Regions from separate parts of the Sus scrofa genome. Here regions 1, 2 and 3 are each linked to region 4. The links are chromatin contacts, called in public HiChIP or PLAC-seq maps. All regions are on one chromosome and are shown on one strand. Each heading gives the region's core, a stretch centred on a gene start, on an enhancer-like site or on the middle of the called end of the contact. The rest is flanking DNA. Distances are from core to core; before and after follow the strand shown.

Evidence for each region. HiChIP or PLAC-seq counts read pairs in DNA pulled down with a chosen protein or histone mark.
Region 1: a contact with region 4 is called in an H3K27ac HiChIP or PLAC-seq map of skeletal muscle, with 2.2 times the contacts expected there. The contact joins two enhancer-like sites. A contact is called at or near these places in 1 of 47 Hi-C or Micro-C datasets (embryonic fibroblasts) and 2 of 2 datasets of contacts at active chromatin or transcription factors (alveolar macrophages and skeletal muscle).
Region 2: a contact with region 4 is called in an H3K27ac HiChIP or PLAC-seq map of skeletal muscle, with 4 times the contacts expected there. The contact joins two enhancer-like sites. A contact is called at or near these places in 1 of 47 Hi-C or Micro-C datasets (epiblast stem cells) and 2 of 2 datasets of contacts at active chromatin or transcription factors (alveolar macrophages and skeletal muscle).
Region 3: a contact with region 4 is called in an H3K27ac HiChIP or PLAC-seq map of skeletal muscle. The contact joins two enhancer-like sites. A contact is called at or near these places in 3 of 47 Hi-C or Micro-C datasets (embryonic fibroblasts, epiblast stem cells and heart right ventricle) and 2 of 2 datasets of contacts at active chromatin or transcription factors (alveolar macrophages and skeletal muscle).

What each region holds. Positions count from the first base shown.
Region 1 is chr13:110,728,033-110,730,747 of Sscrofa11.1, reverse strand. The region is part of intron 3 of FNDC3B (fibronectin type III domain-containing protein 3B); the gene reads right to left. Among named protein-coding and RNA genes, the nearest start is that of FNDC3B, 140 kb to the right of the region's middle. Within about 2 kb of position 1,432, at least 38 of the 83 cell types and tissues checked have an H3K27ac peak or open chromatin away from gene starts, as enhancers often do. A contact at or near this core is called in skeletal muscle, where this site is marked.
Region 2 is chr13:110,651,222-110,653,966 of Sscrofa11.1, reverse strand. All of the region lies in intron 1 of FNDC3B (fibronectin type III domain-containing protein 3B), which reads right to left. Among named protein-coding and RNA genes, the nearest start is that of FNDC3B, 65 kb to the right of the region's middle. Within about 2 kb of position 1,341, at least 12 of the 83 cell types and tissues checked have an H3K27ac peak or open chromatin away from gene starts, as enhancers often do. A contact at or near this core is called in skeletal muscle, where this site is marked.
Region 3 is chr13:110,699,165-110,701,912 of Sscrofa11.1, reverse strand. The region is part of intron 3 of FNDC3B (fibronectin type III domain-containing protein 3B); the gene reads right to left. Among named protein-coding and RNA genes, the nearest start is that of FNDC3B, 110 kb to the right of the region's middle. Within about 2 kb of position 1,297, at least 51 of the 83 cell types and tissues checked have an H3K27ac peak or open chromatin away from gene starts, as enhancers often do. A contact at or near this core is called in skeletal muscle, where this site is marked.
Region 4 is chr13:110,858,915-110,861,677 of Sscrofa11.1, reverse strand. The region is part of intron 11 of FNDC3B (fibronectin type III domain-containing protein 3B); the gene reads right to left. Among named protein-coding and RNA genes, the nearest start is that of GHSR, 130 kb to the left of the region's middle. Within about 2 kb of position 1,372, at least 11 of the 83 cell types and tissues checked have an H3K27ac peak or open chromatin away from gene starts, as enhancers often do. A contact at or near this core is called in skeletal muscle, where this site is marked.

The sequences.
Region 1 (2,715 bases), core at 183-2,682, 130 kb after region 4:
AGCTACAGCTGCCGGACTAAACCACAGCCACAACAACTCGGGATCCGAGCCACGTCTGTGACCTACACCACAGCTCATAGCAATGCCGGATCTTTCACTAAGCGAGGCCAGGGATCAAACCCGCAACCTCATGGTTCCTAGTCAGATTCGTTTCCGCTGAGCCACAATGGGAACTCCTAGATTGCATTTTCTTATAAAGCAAACATTAAGACCAATTAATAACTTTACTATATTTGAACAACAGCCAAAAGTCAGTAAAAATGACACATTCTGACAAAGTTCTTTAAGAACCATACTGGACATATAATTAATTAAAGCAAATGCATTAATAACAGAGCAAAAATGAAATAAAAATCAGAGTTGTTTAATGTATTTGTAAAGTAGAGGAGAAATTCAAGGTTTTAATACGTGACTAATGTAAACCTCTGATAATGAAATCGAGAGCAAGAAAGCAATTTTTGTTTCCTATTTTATCAGAAATTATAAATTTAAAGTTTGTAACAAATCAAACTTAAGAGCTATCAGACAGAAATTCTGACCCCCTAATCAGAAAGTCTCACTTCTTAAAAAGCACAAAGAAGTACAAGGATGACCTGGATCTGTCCACACAAATTCCAAAGAGCAACTGCCCAGGGGCTTCTTATTTCTTATATTTAGAACCTTTATGTCACAGAAAGTGAAAGCAATCTGGGATAGTCATCTTTTTAGCTTGCTGTATCTTGCTTTGACTTGCCAAATAGACAACACAATCAGCTTTCTGTAATTTCTCTGCCGCTAGTGTGGCAAAAGGGGTGGGGCTTTGGAGCAGAAAGCTTTGTGTAAGACTCAGTTCTTTTTTAACCCTTTTTTAAACAAGTAAAATTCTTCATCTCTATGTCTCATTCATGTACTCAAAGTTCATTACATCCTGTCACTAAATTAAACAGATTCTACTATAAGAACCCTTAAAATTCACTCCAAATTACCAATGCGTTTTTACTTCCACTGGCATTAAAAACATGCATACTATGCTCAAAGTAGAGAAATTTCTTCAAGATTCCATATTAGAGTCCTCTGTCCTTAACAGGTTCTTAGCATTTGCATTTGGGTGTAGCACTGCTGATAATGCCAAATGCAAATCACACCCTGACCACTTATTCTGAAAGCACCACTGGCAAAAATGTACCCAGTACTGCCTCCAGGGCTCTGCCAGGGCTGAGGCTCAGGATAGGGGATGAGGCAAAAAGCATGGTGCTCATCATAGGTTCCCACACAACAAGAAGAGCCCAGAAAGCTCTAAGCCTCAGGAAGTTCTCTTGGTGTCTGGCATATCACATCCACTGCGCTGCCCAGACCTCCGGCCAGGCAGCTCTGACTCAATCTTTGTCCCCAGATCTGCTGCGGCTGGTGTGAGAAGACCACGGACAACCACCAGGCTGACTCATGCTTCTTCCTGACTCTGTCCTTCCTGTGACTACACCAGCTCCTTGAATTGTTCTCCTCCACTGAGCCCAACCTTCACTTGTCACTTCCGGTCCTGTTGGCAAAGGATTTCTCCCAGTGTACCATACCGATTCTGGGGGAACGAAGGGAAGTCACAGCCACAACTGCAAAAACAACTCAGTGCTGAGGCCACTGCTGTTGAGAAGGGCACACACACTTAATACTACTTCTGGTTAGAATTCTAAGACCCTCTGAAACTCAACAGGCCACCCTGCATCATCTTCAGGCCAAAGTAAGGAAAAAGCAGTAACAGTTGACTTTCATTTATTAAGCAGTCTGGGGAAACACCATGAGGCTACCTGTGGAAATGCACTCAGTGGGTGAGAACAGCAGTCTGTGCCCCCCTCCCTTAGCCAAGGAGGAAGAGGGGAGCCTGGTGGCGCACTTTAAAGATGACATGCCAACACTTTCCTTGACCATGGAGAGCAAGCTCTAAAGGCATGTTTTAAAAATACTAAATGAACATATCTACTTAGCATGCCTACATCACTTCAAATTTTATTTCTAGGGGTCATTCTGTTAGAGATTCAAAATCAATTAGAGGTTATTAAGAACACCAGCCTCTCTCAAGTCTGAGAGGAAAGGTCATCTTTAAACATAATGGCTTCCCTCATTATATTTTTCCTCTGACCTAAACCAGATAGCCTCCAAATGATACCAGTTTTTCCTGCTTCTGAAGAGACTGAAACAGCATCTAAAAGACTCCCCTTCCCCCATAGTCTACAATACTATGAATCTTTAAGGGGTACCAGTTTCATAACTAGTTGTGGAAATTCAGGCTTATTTCATCATCACTCTAAAGACTCCCATTTACACAGGCATCTCCTCTCCCAAAGCTGCTGCCCACTCTGCCTGTGTTCCCTTTTCTCTTAATGGCACATCGAGATTCCCACACCCCGCTATAAACCCAGCCATAAACCATGTCCCTCGTAACTCATCAGTCACTGAGATCTGTTCTGCCTCTATTCCCACAGCAACTAACACAAGGTTTTGTATACAATAAGCATGCAAATATTTGTTACATGAAGAGACAAACCAGATGACCACAACTTATTCTGAGAAGTTTTATTCATACACACACGTACACGTACAGCACGGACCCTGTCTTCAGAGAACCATGGGATATATCGAAAGACTGTAATACCTACTTAGAACTAAATCACTCAGGCTACCAATTTGTAGTGAGCCCAAAGATCACTTTGGAGGCTTCTTAAAATACAGAGTCTAGAGCCT
Region 2 (2,745 bases), core at 92-2,591, 210 kb after region 4:
CAACCACCCAACAACTACATCTTTAATTATGAAGAAAAATGGAAGAATAAATAAACTGTGCCAAAGCATCTCACTTTTCATAACCAAAGTTGCTAATTCTCTTTTCCTTAGGCCACCAGCTTGTTAAAAATCCAAGGCCTGTTTTCTAATCCCTAAGAGTTTCACCAAAGGAAAGTCAGATATTATCCTACCTAGAATACAAGGTAAGAGATTGATCTAGAGGTGGTGGTTCACAAAGCCAACAATGTTTAAATACCCCTTTCTCCACTCCATGCACATATATAGGATATGTTCACTTATTTACCTGGAATTCAAGGAACAAAGAAAAAGCAATAAATTTTCTTTAGAAACGATAATGCCCAGCTATTTAACAAGGCAACTGCCTGCCAACCAGTCCTTAAATTATCATAGAGCAGAAACAATTTTGTGCCGTGGACTGTAGAAAAGACAAGGGAAAAGGCAGGAAAAAGAATGAAAACCATTGATGCAAAACATGAACCTCAGGGTACAAAGTAGTATGTACTATGGTTATTCCGATATTTTTGGTTATTCCCTAGTGATGGGGGTGGGAGGAGAGAGGTAATGACTTTTCCCAATACAAACAGAGAGACAAATGTTCAGGTTATACATTGGGAAGACCACTTGGCCCTAAACATTGACAGTTAAAGAGGGTTAAGTCAGGCTAAGAGACTTAGGAGGGCTTGCCAGTCTTCAATCATTTAACAGTGACAGCTCCCCCAAAAGTGAGTCTTGGGTTTTGGTGGGTAAGTCAACTTAAACAAGTGTGCCTCAGCCCCACTGCTCTGAGGGGAGACCTGGAGAATGTGATGTGCTTAAGAAAGCCGACAGGACTTTTTTAAATGAAGCAATGAATGTGGAAGGCTTACTATCCAAACAGTTAACTTTAAGGCCCAAACTGGATGGAATGACACATGCTCTTATTTCACTACAGAGCAGACTGACCAGAACGTTGTAATAACTGTGGATGGAATGACACATGTTCTTATTTTACTACAGAGCAGACTGACCAGAACTTTGTTTCTTCTTAGGGATACAGGGTCACTGTTTACAATCTGTGTTCAGTCACAAGACAAGGTGCTGTACTAGGGAGTTAGTAAAGCATTTTGACTTTATAAACCTAGAGAAATCACCCCTACTTTGAGGTCTCATGTTTAAATTCTATGTTTGTTTCATTTTATTTTTTTCTCTCTTCCTCATTAGGCTGAACCACAAACCACACCCCCTTAAATCTGAGAATTTGCTGCCTGACATCTTCCTTTGGCTGGGAGCAAGGCTGTTGGTTATATACACACAGTGGAGCAGTCTCTGGGGGTCTGAGAAGCTCCCCTCTGTGCCTTGCGCCATCTTCCTTTACCACTTACTGACTATCTGAGGGAAGCTCTGAGGAAAGCTGAGTGAGCCAGATGTGTGATCTCTGCATAACTGAGCTGTAACTGTTTTTCATGTCAGTCAGAAAGCCTCATGAGAAATCACCCCAACAAAACCCTCATTATCCCGGTCTGGGTTCCTTCTCCCCAAGACAGATGTGTATCTGAGCTGGCCAAAGCTACCACAGAGCTCAAGTACATTTTATCCAAGGAGGAACATCTACACTGTCCTCCTACACAGCAGAGTTCTTGCAATGAACCCATTCTTGAGACCACTACCCTTTACAAATAAAGAATGTACTGCAAAACTCATCAGAACAAACCAATAAAAACAGGTGATCTCTACTACAATGCAATTTTTTAATCCTCTGAACTTTTTTTTCCACATTGAGCACCAAGGTTTCACTCCTATTCTCTTTATTCTTACCCATACTTCCATTTCAAAGAATTTGGTGACAACCACAGGCCCCCACAACCCCTCCCCCTAACCACACATCCTAACACTAAAACCACAAGTGCTTCATGCCCAGCCAGTTCTATTCTTTTGATTGACAGGGAAGGGATGCCATGTGAGCACTTGTGGTTAACTTGCCTCTCTCCTGGGAGCAAGTGTTTGTTACCTTCCTTACCTGCTAGGCCCAGCTTTACCAAAAAATTTCTATGCTAATGCAGGGGTGGGGGCTGGGCACTTGGAAAAATAGATCCTCACCGTTAGTAAGACATTTAATTCTGTCCAAATACACCCCCATAGCTTTTAAAGAACAACTTATTTTAAAAGAATATTACAAAGGGTCTTCAGTTTTTATATCACTCTAGGCAACTGGGTTATTACTTTTTCCTTTTATTTTGCTTCCCCCACTCCAAGTCTAAAAAGGTTTTCCATGGTATTTTGGCCCCAGCCTATACTAAGAAACATACAGCCAATTTCATAAAATATCTGATTCTCAGGAGAGAACCACAGATCCATTTCCAAAGGCCAGAGAAAGCAATTATACACTAGGAAGAATTTCTAACTTGAAAAAACCAAACTCCTAATCACTGCTGGGAGAGTTTTAAGTCTGTGGACCTGGCCTTCAAATTAGTAACAAAATGTCCTGGTCCTCACTCCATGGGCCGATGACCCAAATTTCCTTACATTAATTCAAGATGTGAGTTAGCAGTACAGTACACAAATTAGTTTCAGATGACAAGAGAAAAAGAGAAAAAGAAATGTAACGGCACCGGCACCAAAAGGAACAAAGCATAACCATCAGCACCAAATGAGGAGATTAACTCCTTGAGTTAGATCTACGCCGGCAATGAGGCTCCCTGTTACATACACCCTGATGTGGCTTCTGACCTATTCCAAACTATCCCA
Region 3 (2,748 bases), core at 48-2,547, 160 kb after region 4:
AAAGTGCTGACGGCTCTTCCTTTCAAATGGTTCCCTTCATCTTCAGTCTTACTGCCACCCCCCCAGTTCACCTCACACCTAGAATAGTGACTCCATCTGGGTTGTACTCACACCATCTGGGTTGTACTCCTGCAAGATTTCTAGCTCTGTAGCCTGCAAACATACACAATGCAGCACTACAACATTACCGCCTACCCTAAAGCTGCGCTGGAGGCGGTGAGGCTATTACAATAACTAAGAGATTATGGAGGCTCAAAAGCAAGAGGCAGATCAAAGAACTTTTATTCTAAGGCACTTCCAAAGTCATTATAATATTACCTAACAAAGTGAGCTACCTGAGGCAAAATTCCCTCACCTATAAGATGGAAAGGGTGGATCAGATCAGTGGTTTTTCAACTACTAGGAGGGCAAGGTGGTCTGGAGAAAAGTTTTAAAACCCTTTACCAGAAGAAAGAGTAGCAAGTGTGCCTCAATCAGCTCCACTGGCCTCTATTTTGTATAGAGGACGTCCAGGCAAAATTGAATGAAAAAAAGGTTCTACAGCAACCCTGAAAAACCAGACGAAGCCACTGGAGGTCTAGATCAGAACTGAAGTTCCATCTCACTCTAAAATTCCATGACAGATTGACTTCTGGCCCCACTGGAAGGTAGCAAGGAGCTATACTTGGACCTTTTCAAATACGCAAATTCAAAGTACCAAGCAGTGGGTGAAACATTAGCCAATACTGAGCATCCAAGGGAATGCTGACACCACTGATGGGAAAACCACAAAACAGGACTGGCTCCGAAACAGTTTCTCAAGAGTCCCTTTCTCCAGCTCCTACCAAGTTGAGAGAGCTTTTTCCACCAAGACACAAACTAAACTTTTGATTTGCTTTTTGGAATGTCTGTCTGCAGGACATGCCTGGGAGCCTGCACTCCCACCAACCTCTGCATGAGTGTGGCCTGAGCAGGCTGCAGGCTGCAGCCCAGTCTGGCCTTCTAAAGCATCCTCTCAGATGTCTGCGGCAGACGGGGTCTCACCCCAGAAGTTAACTCCTGCTGATAAGAACCCTTCCTATGGCCAAACAAAATCACTGTTTGATTCTTGTGGCATTCTTCACTCCTGTTTTTCTTCCTCCTCCTCCCTTCCTATAAAAAAAAGGTGTCTTTTAAGTATATCTAGAAGGAAACCTGAACAGCTAGGCGCTTTCCCCTCTTAATTTGTTCCTTATCCCACTGGTGATTCATGCCCTGGGCCGCTCCTCCCTCAGCACAGTGAGCGGCTCTGTTCGGCTCAGTTGTGGGAGGCCACGTCAGCAGGAAACTGCACTGGCTGCCAGGTCACATTCAAGACTGTCTGGAGCAAGTCAGCGTGCAACACCCGCAGGACAGAGGCTGCTCTATGGTTTTCCTAAGCGAAGGGAGTGCTCAGTCCGGAGAAACAAGACTGGCCTCTGCACACCACAGAGACGCAAGCTTAGGGGAGACTCCAAATACTACAGGTTAGAGCGTCCCCATTTTGAAATGTTCCCCAAGTATTTCCAGTTATAGAGTTACTGGTTTTCCCTTCTCCTCATTTTCTTAGAGGACGTACTGTACTGCATCCAAATTCATATTTGGAAAAGGCTACCAAGAGCCAAATCAAACTTCTTCGTGGCTTTCTGGCTCCTGGGTCCAACAGAGGAAATTCTGCACACCCAACCCACCAATCTCCAAAGCCCTGACATGCACTGAGTCAGGACGGAAAACCTGACCTAAAGAGCTGACACACTAAAGTGATCACAAGGGACTTTTTTTCTTCTAAACACACACAATAAAAACAGTAAACAAAGAAAGCACACCAGATGTTATCATGGTATCTCACAGGATGGATTTAGGACAGGAGGCAAAAAAATCACCCTGCACAAAGAGATACACTGAATAAATGACAAAACCATACTTTATGTAGGTGGCTTAGTAAGGTCCAAAATCAATCCTGTTCATATAAACCAACATGATTAACTTAACATGCTAAAAGAGCTGGGCTAGGAGTTTCTTAGTTTGCTGTAGATTTAGACCAGAGACCCTTTAAAAAGAAAAAAAGTGGAGTTCCCACCATGGCTCAGGGGTAAAGAACCCAACTAGTATCCATGAGGACACAGGTTCAATCCCTGCCTTGCAAGTTAAGGATCCGACATTGCCATAACACGTGGTGTAAGTCACAGACACAGCTCGGATCCCACATTGCTGCGGCTCTGGCCTAAGTTGGCAGCTGTAGCTCCAATTCGACCCCTGGCCTACGAACCTCCATAAGCCACAGGTGCAGCCCTAAAAAATTAAAAAAAAAAAAAAAAAAAGACCCAAAGAAAAAAGTGTGAATTTTCTCAGAAACTTCCTAAGTTGAGGGCTTTCCCCTCCACTCTTGGAGAAAGGTCTCCTTAGGTGGACAGCTCAAAGGTCAAATCTTTCTCTCCAAAAATACCAGGTCTGCTAAAGAAACTATCTAGTCCCGTGGAGGGCATTAGTAAAAGAAACAGGAAAGGAGTTCCCGTCATGGCTCAGTGGTTAATAAATCTGACTAGGAGCCCTGAGGTTGCAGGTTCAATCTCTGGCCTCGCTCAGTGGGTTAAGGATCTGGTGTTGCCATGAGCTGTGGTGTAGGTCACAGACGCGGCTCGGATCTGGCACTGCTGTGGCTCTGGTATAGGCTGGTGGCTACAGCTCCAATTAGACCCCTATCCTGGGAACCTCCTTGATATGCCACGAGTGAGGCCCTAGAAAAGACAG
Region 4 (2,763 bases), core at 123-2,622:
AAGTAAGGCCTCTCTAAATAGATTTTTTAATTATTCCTATAGAAGCTAAAAATGTAACAAGACTGCTGAGGATAAGGATCCACCAAAATTGCTAATCAATGGCAATGAAATTACTTCATCTTATGGAGTAACATTTTATACTGATTTAAGACTTTCTAAGAATGCTATCCCAAAAGTTATAGAGGATCGTGGGGAGTTTTTTTTGTTTGTTTGTCTTGTTTTTTTTTTTTTGCTTTTTAGGGCTGCACCTGTGCCATACAGAAGTTCCCAGGCTAGAGGTCAAATCAGAGCTACAGCTGTCGGCCACAGCCACACAGGATCCGAGCTGTGTCTGAGACCTGTGCCACAGCTCACCACAACATGGGATCCTTAACCCACTCAGTGAGGCCAGGGATCGAACTCACATTCTCATGGATACTAGTCGGGTTCATTAACCACTGAAACACAATGGGAACTCAGAGATTTTTAAATATAGTCAAGCAAAAGTCTTTTGGGCATGGTTTAGGTATGGCATGGCCTAAAGCCTCAGGAGTGAGCAAATTAAATAACCTTTCAAAGGACTTCCACAAGTAATCAGGTTTCTCCTCTCTTTGGTATCTGTTTATACACATAATGCAATAACGTTCCAGCAGAAAAGTCAATACGGATGGGTTTGCTTATTTGAAAACTGGTATCAAAGTATAAAAAGTATTTGATTTCTTTCATAAAATGAAACTAATTTTTAAAGTAAAATATGTTTATAAGTAGCTGCTAACTGAGAACAAACAAAGGTATTTTTTCAAGTCAGTTTTCCTTCTTGATTAACTTAGTATCTTCATAAAGCTGTCCTCAGTACTTGGGAAGATGAATCCTCAAAATGGGTTTGTTTCCTGTTGAGGAACTTAACATATCCATGGCCAATTCTATACATGTAACTCACACATACTACTGCTAATTCAGGCCACAGTATTTCCTGCCAGGAATAATTCTGGGCATTGTGGGGAATATGGTTCCTCTGGTTAACATTTCCAATGACCCTGGACTGCACCAATAATCTCAGAAGCTCATATTTCCAACACTGGTACTAATAGATGAAGTTGGCTGATATTTTCAATTGCCTTCAAATTAACAGATTGGAAGAGACCCTTCCAGTTCCTCTTCCTGGCACAAGAAAACACAAGAGTGCTAGAATCCAGCTCCCTTTGATCATGTGACTTGTACTCTTTCTGATGTTTTCTTGACCTATGGCCTCTTCCCATTGACCTCCTTCTCTTACAGGTTCTTTCACAGCCATGCCTGCTACCTTCCCAAGCTGCTCATACCAGGTTTGATAACTGCCTGCTAAATAAGTAACATGCATCTAGTTATTGGTAGTCATGTGCCCACAGCCCATGGCTGCTGGATCCAGACATGGGCTGAGTGATTCTGGGCTGGACACTCTCTGTAACAGCCAGTTCAACCTGTCAGGAACATCAACGATAAATCAAATAAAAAATAAGGCTGCACTGGCCAACTGAACTACTGCCAGGCCCAAGCATTTAGTCTGCTAGTACATCTATATTTAGAAGTTGTTCCAGCACTGGCTGACCCTACACAGCATCAAAGACAAATGTTGGCTTGAGGAATAAAACAGCATGTATGTGTTCAGCATAACCGTATATAAGAAGGGGTTCATAACAGGGAGGTGGGAGATACTCCACATCTGGGTGGACTCAAAAGTTCTCTGTGCCAAACCTCACTCTCCCCTCAGTGATGCCTCTTTCATTTGACTGACTACTCTGGCACAGAGGAACTTTCAAAGGTAAGAAAAGGGGGTGGGGTAGTTTGTGGCTGCATGTTACTAAATAAATACTGCATGTATTTTATTCCCTGACACACTGGTTTTTTTATATTAATGGGAGAGGCTTGGATACCTGAAATAGCCAAGGATGCTCATCAAGTTTCCTGGTCTAAAACAAATGAACATAATGTTCCTCCATATCTCTCCAAAGACAGAGGTTCACCTGATGTCAGATGCTCTGATAAGATCAATGTGTGGCAACTGTCCCAGTGAAGGGCAAGGAAAGGAGGAACCAGGGGGTGATTTTAGAACAGGCTGCCTGTACAATTTATAAGTGAACCAAGGGATGGATGGGCTCAGTTCACCCACAGAGACAAGGCCCAAGGTGGCCACCCTCCAGCTGGCAACCAACAAGGGTGACAAATGAGTTGATAAATCAGGTGCTAAGGATCAAGATGCGCATAGGTAATTTAGCCTCAGCTGGAAGCTCCCCACAAAGTCTGCAGCCCAAATGCATAACACCATCCTGTACATGTAACAAATGGTAAAAAGTATAGAGAATCTGCTCCTGGTGTGTAGATGTCTTGGGCCAGGGTCCCTACAAGAGAGGGCTCCTTTGAACTCAGCTCTGCCTTTGGCACCTATGGACGTCTCTGAATCATCAAATCCTTCCTTGTCTAGCTGTCTTCCACAGGAACTACCATGGAGGAAGCCATTTCCCTGGCTCTCAGAAACCACCCTTTGATGTGGCAGCGAATATCTGTGATGTGGCAGCGAATATCTGTGATGTGGCAAAACACTCATACTCTGCCAGGGTCACTGATTTGGCCCTTATGTAAAAGATGGTCTCTGATGGACAAAGGAAAACCCCACTCTCTCATCTCCAAGAAGGCATTCCCCAAGAATGAGTCAAAGCGCTTGGGGGCCTGAGCAAATGATACCTTTTCCTGACTTTCGGCCAGGTGTTGGTGATGAGCTGGGAAATAGGCACTGGCCTTCCCAGC